Linked DNA regions of Pan troglodytes: all the other regions are linked to region 3. Evidence: chromatin contacts called from public Hi-C and HiChIP or PLAC-seq data. All regions are on one chromosome and are shown on one strand. Each heading gives the region's core, a stretch centred on a gene start, on an enhancer-like site or on the middle of the called end of the contact. The rest is flanking DNA. Distances are from core to core; before and after follow the strand shown.

Evidence for each region. A called contact is a pair of places that touch in the nucleus more often than the background predicts. HiChIP or PLAC-seq counts read pairs in DNA pulled down with a chosen protein or histone mark.
Region 1: a contact with region 3 is called in an H3K4me3 HiChIP or PLAC-seq map of stem cell-derived excitatory neurons, with 7 times the contacts expected there. The contact joins the promoter of IL17D here to the promoter of GJB2 in region 3. A contact is called at or near these places in 1 of 7 Hi-C or Micro-C datasets (stem cell-derived neural progenitor cells) and 1 of 1 datasets of contacts at active chromatin or transcription factors (stem cell-derived excitatory neurons).
Region 2: a contact with region 3 is called in a Hi-C map of induced pluripotent stem cells, with 2.2 times the contacts expected there. The contact joins the enhancer-like site here to the promoter of GJB2 in region 3. A contact is called at or near these places in 6 of 7 Hi-C or Micro-C datasets (blood, induced pluripotent stem cells, a lymphoblastoid cell line and 2 more), 1 of 1 datasets of contacts at active chromatin or transcription factors (stem cell-derived excitatory neurons) and 1 of 1 other capture datasets (stem cell-derived neural stem cells).

Annotation. Positions count from the first base shown.
Region 1 is chr14:19,911,003-19,915,130 of NHGRI_mPanTro3-v2.0_pri, forward strand. IL17D (interleukin 17D) reads left to right here and starts at 2,364. Exons shown (of 2, transcript XM_016925024.4): 1 at 2,364-2,956. The coding sequence starts at 2,667.
Region 2 is chr14:19,689,411-19,693,631 of NHGRI_mPanTro3-v2.0_pri, forward strand. The region is part of intron 3 of CRYL1 (crystallin lambda 1); the gene reads right to left. Among named protein-coding and RNA genes, the nearest start is that of CRYL1, 44 kb to the right of the region's middle. Within about 2 kb of position 2,566, at least 1 of the 24 cell types and tissues checked has an H3K27ac peak or open chromatin away from gene starts, as enhancers often do. A contact at or near this core is called in induced pluripotent stem cells, where this site is marked.
Region 3 is chr14:19,402,023-19,406,078 of NHGRI_mPanTro3-v2.0_pri, forward strand. GJB2 (gap junction protein beta 2) reads right to left here and starts at 2,317. Exons shown (of 2, transcript NM_001279917.1): 1 at 2,017-2,317.

The sequences.
Region 1 (4,128 bases), core at 1,114-3,613, 510 kb after region 3:
ACCATGCCCGGCCTCAAGGACAGCTCTTTAAGGAAGAGAAAGAGGTTTGGGTAGATACGAACATCAGTAACCCAAGATTATTAGTATGGAAGGAGCCAACCACACACCGGCTTTTGGAGTTACGGTGCCTAAGGATGATTTAAAAGATTTTCCCCAACAGCTTGCCCCATGCTAAGCAGTCTTGCAGCTGTGCTGGTATTGGGTGTGCTGAGTAAACCAGGGGATGAGGGACTGGAGAGGCTTCAAATGAAGCTTGCGTGGCCACATTACAGATATGTTGGTTTTAAGGGAACACGATGAGCCTGCTTTTGAGTATGTTGTTCCCTTTTTTTCACTTGTATGTCTTAGGTTTGAACTTATTAACATGCTTATTTTGCATCTTCACAAATATGTTGAAATTTGAGGGGAACTCATAAACATTTGCACCTATTTATAAGACTTTTTCTCAACTGATTAGTCTCACAAATATCAACTTTGTTCTGCCAAATAGGTGAGCATTTTCAGTCATTTGTGATCTTTCACAAAATGAAAACTGCTGGAAAGTAAATATTTTCCTTCCCACTTCCAAGGTAATCCGGGGGGGTGGTGAGGAAGAGAGAAGCTGCCATGTTACCAGACAGTGGAAAATACTTTGTTGAATAACATACAGAACTAAGTCTGGTACCATGTCACCTCATATAGGAATGGATGCTGAAATGAGACAGACTGAGTATTTCTATGAAACTCTCATAATGATACTCTCTTAAAAGCCTCCCACGCTTCCTTTTTTCCAATAAAAAATAAGCAGTATTTGAGTACTGAAACCTTTATTCCCATTTTACTGGAAACAAAGAACATGAACAATTTACTAGTCAGAGAAAAAGTGTTTTATAACCCAAAACAAATATTTGCCAAGAGCTGTAAATTGCTTAAATCGCTTAAACTGGAGATTTCAGTGAGATTTTTAGCAGTAGATTACACTAAGCTCCTTAGTTATAGAACATTCAATGCATAGGAAAGTGTTTTTCCTACAAAGCATAACTGAAATGTAGTTTAACTAATGGTTTACAATTCAGTCAAATACCAAAGCTGCAAACCATTTAGGGAGTCATCAATTACATATTTTGTACACTTTCAAAAAGCTTACAGCTGGGATGGGTTGTTTATTTTCAAAGCATGACTGCTTTAAAATGATCATATTCATTAGCCTGCCACCTAGGAAGCATTAAGCATTTACTTGCAGAATGAACAAACGAGCACGTTGTCTTGTGTTATGAAGTATATAATATAGTTCGTTTTAGTTTCTTCATTCGCAGACTATCAGGCTCATTTCACGTGACTGCTTGCACTTAGAACTGAGTTATCACGGAGTAGGAACTCTCCAACATCGTCGTCATAGACCAAGAGATGCCCATGAACAGCCATGAAAGTGCCAGTCAGGGAAGTATTCAGTGCTTTGTTGTAGAGTTGTTGGATAGAGGCACAGGATCATTTCATGTTGTTGAGGAGAAAGGAGCAACAGCCTCCTCCCACCTTATTAAAAATAGAGATTTAAAAAAATCTCTAATTTCCTCGAAGTACAGAATCTCAAGAGGTAGCTCTAAGGAGAATCCCTCTGGGTTTGAGCGCATTCCTCTTCCAGGGGGCCTATTCTTGGACTGCTTTCCTTAATAGAGAAATCTCTCTGAGCCAAAATCGGCCTCCCCCAACTCCATCCTGTCGGCCCCACTTTTCTGCTCCGGAGACTTCCAGGCCAGTCCCCACTCCTCCTTCAGCCAGTCGGGCCCGCACCCGCGCCCGGCAGGGCCAGCCCTCTCCTCCTCCTGCGTGGCGCAGCACAGGCCCTGAGCGCGCGACCCCAGGCCCTGGGCGCCCCGCCGCATGCTCGAGGCTGGAAGCCCCACTTTGCGTCGCCCTTCGGCTTATTCCGCTCAAGAGCCGCCGCGTCGCCGCATCTCGGCGCGAATCTGAAAGCGCTTTCGGGGGAGAAGATGTTGGGGGCACTGGTGAGTACACTGCACAAGTGACAAAATGTTTTCAGCTCCTGGAGGCGAAAGGTGCAGAGTCGCTCTGTGTCCGTGAGGCCGGGCGGCGACCTCGCTCAGTCGGCTTCTCGGTCCGAGTCCCCGGGTACGAGGAAAGACCACAGGGGGCTTCTCGCGGAAAAGCGTGCCGCGGACCCTGCGCGGGCTGGCTGGGGAGGGCGGATGACGAGGCGCAGGGGCAAGGGTGGATCTGCGAGGCGGCGGGTCAGGGCGTCTCTGGCTCCGGGGCTCCCTCGCTGGCGGCGGCGCAGGGATGGCGCGCCCGGGGGTGAGGGTGCGGCGGGTCACAAGCACTCGCAGCCCGCGGCGCAGCAACCCGGCAGGCACACGCACACGTGCACGCGCGCCCCGCACCCGCCCCCCGTGCGGCCCCCGGCTCGGGGCGGCGGCGGCGGCGGGGGCCGGGGGCGCGCGGGCCGGCGCCGGGCTGGGCCCCGGGGACCCCGCGGGCGGCGGGCAGGCGGGGAGGGCGCTCTGGGGCCCGCCCGCGCGGCTCCCATCCTCCGGGCCGGCCTCTGGCTCCGCGGGGCGAGGGGAGGCGCCCGCCGGCTCCGGGCGCCGCGGGCGGGACACGGGCGCGGGGCGCAGGCGGGCTCCTCCGGCGCGCTCGGACGCTGAGCGTGGCCTGTCCCTCAGGTCTGGATGCTGGTAGCCGGCTTCCTGCTGGCGCTGCCGCCGAGCTGGGCCGCGGGCGCCCCGAGGGCGGGCAGGCGCCCGGCGCGGCCGCGGGGCTGCGCGGACCGGCCAGAGGAGCTACTGGAGCAGCTGTACGGGCGCCTGGCGGCCGGCGTGCTCAGCGCCTTCCACCACACGCTGCAGCTGGGGCCGCGTGAGCAGGCGCGCAACGCGAGCTGCCCGGCAGGGGGCAGGCCCGCCGACCGCCGCTTCCGGCCGCCCACCAACCTGCGCAGCGTGTCGCCCTGGGCCTACAGGTGAGCCGCGGGCGCGTCCTGGCGGGGCCGGGCAGGTGGGGAGGGCAGGGCTGGGCGGGGAGAGTGGGTGGGGCCGGGCCGAGGCCGGGCAGGCGGGGAGGGTGGGGCGGGGAAGGGGAGGTGGTTGGGGCGGGGCGACGCGGAGGGGGCGTGGCACGCGGGGCAAGGCGGAGCAGGTAGGGGTGGGGTGGTGCGGGGCGAGACAGGGTAGGGTACGGTAGGGTGGGGTGGGGTGCGGGGGGCGCTGCGATGAGGCGGGGTGGGGCGGGGCAGTTGGAGCACCGGGGGGCAATTCCTAAACCGCGAAGGCCCACCCCCACCACCTCCCTTGAAGGAGTCCTGCTTCCCCTCTTTACCCTCCAGTATTTCCTATGCAACACATATCTCTTGAACACCTCATCTCCTCCAGGTTGGATGGGTCCGCAAGGCACTAGCCGGGGACCCTTCCGTGATGTGGACACAGTGATGTGGACCGTACTCTGCACAGGGGGCCCGGGGAGGTGCTGCTGGGGGGTGCGCGGTACTATCCACATATTTCCTGAGTGCCCCTGTGGTCCAGAGGCTGCTGGAGTGGAGCCCTGGGAAGCGCCCTCTGAGCCCCTCTAGTTTAATAGCCTAAGGAAGGAGTGGGGATAATTGGGAAAGAAACCACACCATCAGGCAGTGCATGAAGTGACATGAACAGTTTCGAGAGTATTTTGGTCTTGGAACAGAGGTCATTTCAGAAGAAAGGGACAGCCTGCAGAAGGGGAAGGCTGGAGAAGTTGGGGGCGTGTAGGCAGGGTGCCGCAGTGTCCTCAGCAAGCACCTGTGACCGTCTTCCCTCTAGCTGGAGCAGGAGGAGCTGCCCTAGGGGGCAAGGCCTCCCAGGGCCACAGAGGTCAAGAAAGGCTTCGTGAAAGAGCTGAATCTTGATGGAGGAGAGCAAGTCGCCTACAAAGGCAGTGCTGAGGGAAGGGACAGCTGATAGCAAGCGGGAACAAAGCGCTTGGAAAATGGGGAGAGCCACAAGGCGAGCGGGGGCGGTGGGGGGGGGCGTAGGCGAAGTGTTTGCCTGTGGGGTGGGCATCGATGTGAGGCTGGAGACAGGCGCAGGAGCTGGATCCCCGCCTTGTCAGCAGTGCGGAGCTTCACCCTCACGCCTGGAATCCCAGCACTTTGGGAGGCCGAAG
Region 2 (4,221 bases), core at 1,316-3,815, 290 kb after region 3:
AGAAACATTTACTTCTTTGAAAAAATGCACGGCCAGGCATGGTGGCTCATGTCTATAATCCCAGCACTTTGGGAGGCCAAGGCAGGCGGATCACCTGCAGTGATTTTGAGACCAGCTTGGCCAGCAGGGTGAAACCCTGTCTCTACTAAAAATACAAAAATTATCCGGGTGTAGCAGTGGGCACCTGTAATCCCAGCTACTTGGGAGGCTGAGGCAGGAGAATCACTTGAACCCAGGAGGCAGAGGTTACAGTGAGCCAAGATCAGTGAGCCAACAATCCAGCCTGGGTGACAAGAACGAAACTCTGTCTCAAAAAAAAAAAAAAAAAAAAAAATTACCGTCTTCCATTGGCAGGTGGTTGTGAAGGGGGAAAAGCCAAAATGCCCAAACTGAAAGGTAAAGTAGAAATTCAGGCTAATGCTGACCTTGAGCCAGGCTTCCTGGCAAAGATCAAAGCCTGTTGCCTTCCAACATTCTGCTCCAGCACACATAACTTCATACTCCACCCCACAAGGTAGAGGCCAAAGAGAACAAATCATGGTGGAGTACTTTCCTAATGCTCCTGCAGGTCCCACGATGTCTGAGACACAGGCAGGTCACTGCCTCGTCCATCACTGCAGGGCCTGCCAGCGCAAATCATGCCAATAACCTGCCGTTCGTGGATGCTGCGGGGACCCACAATGCTGGCCATGTTTAGTCCTCACCTGCAGGCACACTGAATGCAATGAGGATGCCCTCCTGTTCTTAGACTTTATTTTACTGTCCTTCTTAGGTTTCGACTTAGCATTTTTTCAAGTCCTATTTGGTCACAGAAGAAGCTAAATACATAATTACAGATTAAGAGAAAAACTTGCCTGTCTCTTGAATGTATAACATTTTTCATTACTTGCTCATATTATATCTTTGAAGCTATACATACTACAAAAAAAAAGCCAAGCAAATAAATAAAAATACAGCTTCACAGAAATAAGACCTCGTGCCCAGTTCTGTAAGCACACTATTTGAATAAAGCAAGAGCAAGCCATCAGAAAAGTAAGGGCTGTGGCAGGAAGCTAGTAGAACATTAGGACAGAATGTTTTCACACTTCGCAAGTGAAAACTGAAGGCTCGTGCTTCCAGATGATCTCGTGAGTGTGTGAGGTGGGCTTGCCCCAGTCCATCCAGAGTCCCACGCACCTTAGCAATGTCATACCACTCAGCAACAAATTACCAATCAACACAACCACACAAGCCACGTCAAATTCATTTTACTCTGTGAAAGAAACCAAACTCAAAAGGCTGCATCATGTATGATTCCATTTTACATAACATTCTGGAGAAGGCCAAACTATAGGGACAAAGAACAGATCAGTGGTGGGCAAGGCCTGGGGAACGGTGGGAGGAAATTAGCTGCAAAGGGAAGGAGAGGCTCTATGCTCTGAACCCCGGCTGTGAAGCTGGTTTCATACGTGACTGTACGCATCTGTCAGACACATAGCACTGAACGCTGAAACGAGTGAATTTTCTTGTATGGAAATTATATCTTTGTAAACCTGATTTTACAATTTGTAAAGAAAAAAACACGTATGGCCGTGCGTGGTGGCTCACTCCTATAATTCCAGCACTTTGGGAGGCCGAAGCGGGCAGATCACCTGAGGTCAGGAGTTCAAGACCAGCCTGGCCAACATGATGAAACCCCGTCTCTACTAAAAATACAAAACTTAGCCCGGCGTGGTGGTGGGCGCCTATAATCCCAGCTACTTGGGAGGCTGAGGTAGGAGAATTGCTTTAACCCGGGAAGCAGAGGTTGCAGTGAATCAAGATCGCACCACTGCACTCCAGCCTGGGTGACAAAGTGCGACTCCATCTCAAAAGGAAAAAGAAAAAACACATACAACAGAAAAAGTGTAACTCCAGTTTCCTCGCACATTCCCGAATATTCTCAGGGCTGGCCATCTCATGTGTCCAATGCTGCCTGAACCCCCCACCCCCACACCCATCTCTACCAAAAGAAGGAATATTCTGAGTCTCAGTGAACCAAGACTGAAAGTCCAACAAGCTTCTATCCTTTAAGAAAACAAATAAATTTCCAAAAGAACGCTACTTCCTGTAATTACTGACAGTGTCTGAAGGTCCTTTTCAAAATGATTAGCATTCTCTCCATTTTAAAGGTATAGTTGAGATGCAAATTCTGATCATCTACATAGACAATATCCATTTAACTTCTCGATTTCAGCTATTGTTCTGACTTTGTTTAAGGAAACCCCATTTAAACTTCGTAACTCTATAAATCATTCCCATGGCTCCCACCAGCTACTGTGATCTCCAGTTTTAAGTTCCAGAGATTAGATAAGGCCTCGACATAGTGGCTAATGAGCTTTAATGTGCTTTAAAAGTCAAGGCTTGAGACCAGCTTTTCAGAGTAAACTTATTTTTCCAGAACAGTAGGTTTTCTTGCCAGGCAAGATTTGATTTCAAAATTGCACTAAGTTCTAGAAATTCAGGTTTCTTTCTTGCATGCTCCCGGATTTCAGCAGAGTATTAGGAAACGTCCTGACCCAGGCTCCCCGCCCTCTAGGGTTGGGTAGAAAACAATCCACTGGGGAAAACCACACTCCCATTACTGGGCTTCGCCCCCTGGGGCTGGGCAGATCCGACAGTGGGATTATTTTTAGTTGAAGCATTGTGGCAAGCAGTCTGTGTGTGTGTGTGCGCGCGCGCGCACGCACACACGCGTCTCCTCAAACTCTGCCTCCTGCTTGTGAACAATTCCCTAAATAGTAATAATTTTCTTTTTATAAGAAAACCACAGCAACATATTTTATAAGAAAACTGTAGCAACATAGATGGCATTGGAGATCATTATATTAAGCGAAGTAAGCCAGGCACAGAAAGGCGAAGATCCCATGTTCTCACTCATGTAGGGGAGCTAAAGCAGTGGGTCTCGTGGAGGTAGAGAGTAGAATGGTGGACACCCGCAGCCGGCAGTTACCAGGAAGGGGAAGGAGGGATGAAGAGAAGCTGGTTAATGAGTACAAAATACAGTTCGCTAGAAGGAGTAAGTTCTAGCATTCAATAATACAGTAGGGAAATTAGAGTTAATAATGTTATATATTTCAAAATAGAAGATTTATAGTGTTCCCAACACAATAAAAGATAAACGTGTGAGGTTCTGGATATCCTAATACACCGGGATTTTACCATGACACACTGAACACACAAATCAATCACACATGAATCCCAAATATGTACAATTAAGATACAGCAAGTAATTTTTTATTTATTACTATTTTTTTAAGACGGAGTCTCGCTCTGTCGCGCAGGCTGGAGTGCAGTGGTGCGATCTCGGCTCACTGCAAGCTCCGCCTCCTGGGTTCACGCCATCTAGACTGACCATATCATCAACATGAAGTCAACTTTCTCACTTGGACTGTAACATACCACATCATCATTCTAAAAGAGCTCTGTACAGTCTTTTATTTTGGTTTGTCTGTTTGTTTGTTTTTGAGACAGGGTCTCACTCTATCACCCAGGCTGGAGTACAGTGGCGGAATCTCAGCTTACTGCAACCTCCACCTCCTGGGCTCAAGTGATCCTCCCACCTCAGCCTCCCAAGCAGCTGGGACCACAGGCATGCACCACCATGCCATGCTAATTTTTTGTATTTTTGGTAGAGACGGGGTTTCACCATGTTGATCAGGCTGGTCTCGAACTCCTGAGCTCAAGCAATCCACCCGCTGTGGCCTCCCCATGTTCTGGGATCGCAGGCATGAGCCACCACATCCAGCCCTCTTCTCTCTCTGTCGCCAGGCTGGAGTGCAGTGGCGCGATCTTGGCTTGCTGCAACCTCCGCCTCCCAGGTTCAAGTGATTCCCCTGCCTCAGCCTCCCGGGTAGCTGGGACTACAGGTGCCCGCCACCACACCTGGCTAATTTTTTGTATTTTTAGTAGAGACAGCATTTCACCGTGTTAGCCAGGATGGTCTCCATCTCCTGACCTCGTGATCTGCCTGCCTCGGCCTCCCAAAGTGCTGGGATTACAGGCGTGAGCCACCGCGCCTGGCCAAAATACAGCAATTAATTTTTTTTAAAAAAAGAAAACTGTCTCCAAGTAGCCTAGATTGATTTTTCTACACTGAGAACCTTCCCTTGTATAAATCAGAAAAAGGAGCTGTGAGAGCTGCTAAGAGGGTGCCACTGGCAAAAAGTCTGTGGACCCTGAGATGAGGCAGCACCACAGGGC
Region 3 (4,056 bases), core at 1,067-3,566:
TCTCTTTTCCACCCTTCAGAGCTGGTAGTGAATCCTCCTCCTTCTTTTTCTTAAAAGCATCCTACTCTCCTCATTTTAGGCAAGTTGCATCCCATTTTCTGATGGACTCCAGAAGCAGGCTCGTAGTGAATGTCTTTCATGACCCACAGTTGCTGCCACGGGGCACCAAGGTCAGGCAGAAACCATCCAGTGACACCTTGGTCAGAGGCTAACAGGAGAGAGGTGGCCACGAAAGTTACACCAGATTGACATAGGCCCGTGAAACATTTAGCCTCACTGAGCTTGGGAAAGACAACATCATTGGAAAAAACAATATTTTAGCCCAGGTTCAGCGCTGACCCATTGATAATCCAGACTGGGAGGCCGTTAGGTGAGCTGGTTGTCCTGCTAAAGCACCCACAGCTCAGGCCAGTCCCGTCCCAACAGCAGAACCACCGAGGACAGCAACATTCCGATTTTAACAAAAGCATCTTATGGAATTAGACATTCTTCATTGGCCCTCATTGAGTGGAAAACAGGATACTCCCCGAAGTAAACTCTCTCCTGGTTTACAACAATACACCTGGCCAAGAATATGGGGCTGCAGGAAGAGGGGTTTATCCTTTGCCCTCTTCCACCTGCCAAACCCAGGTCATACACCCTTCTACAGACCTGTCCAGTTACCATCAGCTGAGAAAAATACAGTTCCAAGAAACCTTATATTGTTATTTTATAAAGCTTGAGTTGAAGCTACCTGTTTTAAAGATCCTTTTTCAGGAAGAAGAGTAAATTAAGATTTACTCCCCAATGGGCTAGGGGGTCATGGGTTAAGAGGGGCTCAGAAGCAGGACGAAGTTGTTTTCAATATTCAAGTCAGAGGAGGAGCTGCCCTCCTGGCCTCCCGACCCTGGGCGGTTACACGCAGCTTCCTACCGGGCCCACGCCACCCTGCACCGCCTGGAGAGCTGCCAGAGGCCAGCGGAGGAGTTGGTTCAGTTCCTTAGGGAAGACACTAGGTGGATCACCAGGATCCAGAAAAGGCAAAAGGGACTCTTCACCCCTTAAATTTCTCCACCCTTAGGTGATGGGTGGTCGACCTTGCCTGGCTGTCCCCAGAGGGTTCCTCCACCCTTCTCACCAGTGTCTGAAATTGTGACCGACTGTGCACAGCAGTTTCGAAAGGGACTCTAAGGTCACATGGGGACACGGCCGTACCACGCTTCTCAAGGCAGTCCCAGGTGCATGGCCACGGAACCCAGCTCTCAGCAGCTGTTAGTTAGGTGAGCGCTGTTCGGGCTGCCTTCCTCCTCCAGTGGGGCAGGATCGAGGCACTGATGGAACCGTCCTGAGGACGCGGGTCTCAGCCGCACACCACCTCTTCGCGAACAAGGGTCCTAAAAATTTTCCTTCTAGCCGGGTAGCACAGCCCGGAAACAAACCCTCGTGAAGTGTTTAGGAAAAAGGGAAGCCACTGAAATCTTGGCCCCGGGGTAGGCCGGGGTCGGCTGGCTCCGCGTTAGTTCTAGGCAAACTCCGCCCAAATCTCTGCCCGGGGATTTTTCTGCAGAAGCCGCTCCAAGAGGTAAAGGTCAGTTCCTGCAGCGAAGGCTTCCTGCTTCACCGGCGAAACGGAGCTTTGCTTCGAAGCTAAGCTTTCGGTCAATTTAAAACGTTTGGTGGCAGTGGGTCAAGTAGCCAGGCGGCTGCGCTAGAGTACCCCGAAGGGACATCGGCGACACCACAAACCTCGCGCTGGCGTCTCGCCCCCGCCTTTTTCCCCTCCCGCGCGCGCCCGGCCCCACTCCCACCCCGGGCGGTGCCATCGCGTCCACTTCCCCGGCCGCCCCATTCCAGCTCCGGAGCTCGGCCGCAGAAACGCCCGCTCCAGAAGGCGGCCCCCGCCCCCCGGCCCAAGGACGTGTGTTGGTCCAGCCCCCCGGTTGCCCGAGACCCACGCGGCCGGGCAACCGCTCTGGGTCTCGCGGTCCCTCCCCGCGCCAGGTTCCTGGCCGGGCAGTCCGGGGCCGGCGGGCTCACCTGCGTCGGGAGGCAGCGCGCGGCGGGGCCGGGGCGGGGGTCTCGGCGTTGGGGTCTCTGCGCTGGGGCTCCTGCGCTCCTAGGCGGGTCCTGGGCCGGGCGCCGCCGAGGGGCTCCGAGTCGGGGAGAGGAGCGCGCGGGCGCTGCGGGGCCGCAACACCTGTCTCCCGCCGTGGCGCCTTTTAACCGCACCCCACACCCCGCCTCTTCCCCCGGAGACTGGGAAAGTTACGGAGGGGGCGGCGCCGCGGGCGGAGCGCGCCCGGCCTCTGGGTCCTCAGAGCTTCCCGGGTCCGCGAACCCCCGACCGCCCCCGAAAGCCCCGAACCCCCCAAGTCCCCTTCGAGGCCCCGATCTCCTAGTTCCTTTGAGCCCCCATGAGTTCCCCAAGTGCCCCCAGCGCCCTGAGTCTCCCCCCGGTTACCCCGAGCGCCGCCTCCCCCAGCCCCTTGGCGGCCCGGGTGGAGCGGGGGCGGCTGAGCGTCGGGACCCCCCAGGAAGCGGCGCCCCAGGCCCCGGCTCCGTCGCTGTGCGGTGGGCGGGGTTCAGGGATGGCTGTGGTCGTTGTCCTCTGTACTCCGCATAGTGCGAGAGGACTTGGCATTTATAAGCGCTTCTTTAATTTTTTATTGTCAGAGAAACAGGCATTCCTCCAAGGACTGAAGATCTGTTCGAGTCGCGGAGGCTGCGCGGGCCCGCGAGGCTCTCGCAGGGGGACCTAGGCTGGGTGGCGGGGCAGTGCCCTCTGGAATGGGGGTTAACGGTGGCCGAGGAGGGGGCGCCGCTGGTGCCGGCGAAGTCCCCGCTTCTTTCTCCCCTCAAAATCTCACCAATCCAAACGAACGCTTTCTCGAATTTCCGATTTTATTCAATTACTTTCAACAAGGTGCCAAGGACTAAGGTTGGGGGCGGTGGGAGAGACAAGCCTCGCTTTTGCCATGGCGGGCAGGGGGGTCCCGCCATCTGCGGAGGGTGCCCCCCGCGGCCCTCGGCCCAGCCAACTTCCTCCTCTTTTCGCAACTGGGGAACTGCAAGGAGGTGACTCCTTTCGGGGTGAGAAGGCCCAGACTTTTCAGAAATGAAAGAGGGCAGGTAAAATCTGCCAAGCCCCTTCCTGCTCGATGCACACAGCACGAAAGGGGGAAACTGATAGGATTCTGCGGCAGACCGCTGGGCGGCTGGCTCTGCACTGCACACCTGCTGGGGGCTTTCTGGATACCGCGAAGCTTTGTCTCAGATTATGAGGTCTCAGTATTTGCATTTGGTTGGGGATTTTGATGTCTTGAGATAAAAATGACAGAAGACAGATTTGCACAGCGCAAGCGGATGAGGGACTAAGATGTGCAGAGCAGGCTGGGTGGGGACTCCCGGGGAGGTCTCCCCCAACCCCCGCCCCACCTCGGGCACCCACTTCGCGATTTTTGCAGAGGGGAGCCAGGTCAGAGGTGCAGCCTGGTCCCCTCGCGCTCACGTTTTTACCCAGGTCAGTTCGAAGTTAAGTGGAAATGATGATTAATCCTGACAAGTCAGATCTGGCCTCAGAATGGATTTCCCGTGATTGCCACCATTATTAGCATTGACTTTTCCTTGAAAAACTGGCGCCCCGTGGCCATGGGCCGACCTAGGCAGTTTCTGCAGGGACGAGCGTGAGTTTTGTACCGCGGTTACCACCTACTTTCCAGCTCCAGGTCTTAGTCTAAGAGGGAGTGTCTGCTCATGAAGAGGCAAAGCCCCAAGAGCTGCGAAAAGCCTTGCATGACCCATCTGAGAGATGTGCTGAGTCGGCTTGTTAAAAATGACAGGCAAAGCCTGTGGGGTGGGGCAGCTTTCTTGGCCTGAGCGCATCTTGGTTGAGCCAGAGGTGACTTGGGGTGGGGAGTGGGGCGCCGGTTGGTGGGTTCTCCCTTTAATTTCTCAAAGGCTGTGGTGTTTATGAGTCTGTTGGAATCCTGGTTGGGTTGGAATGAAGAAAGGTTCTAGAACCATTGTGGGAAGCTCGCTAGTAAAGATGGTTTGGAGATCGGAAGTTGACTGACTTTC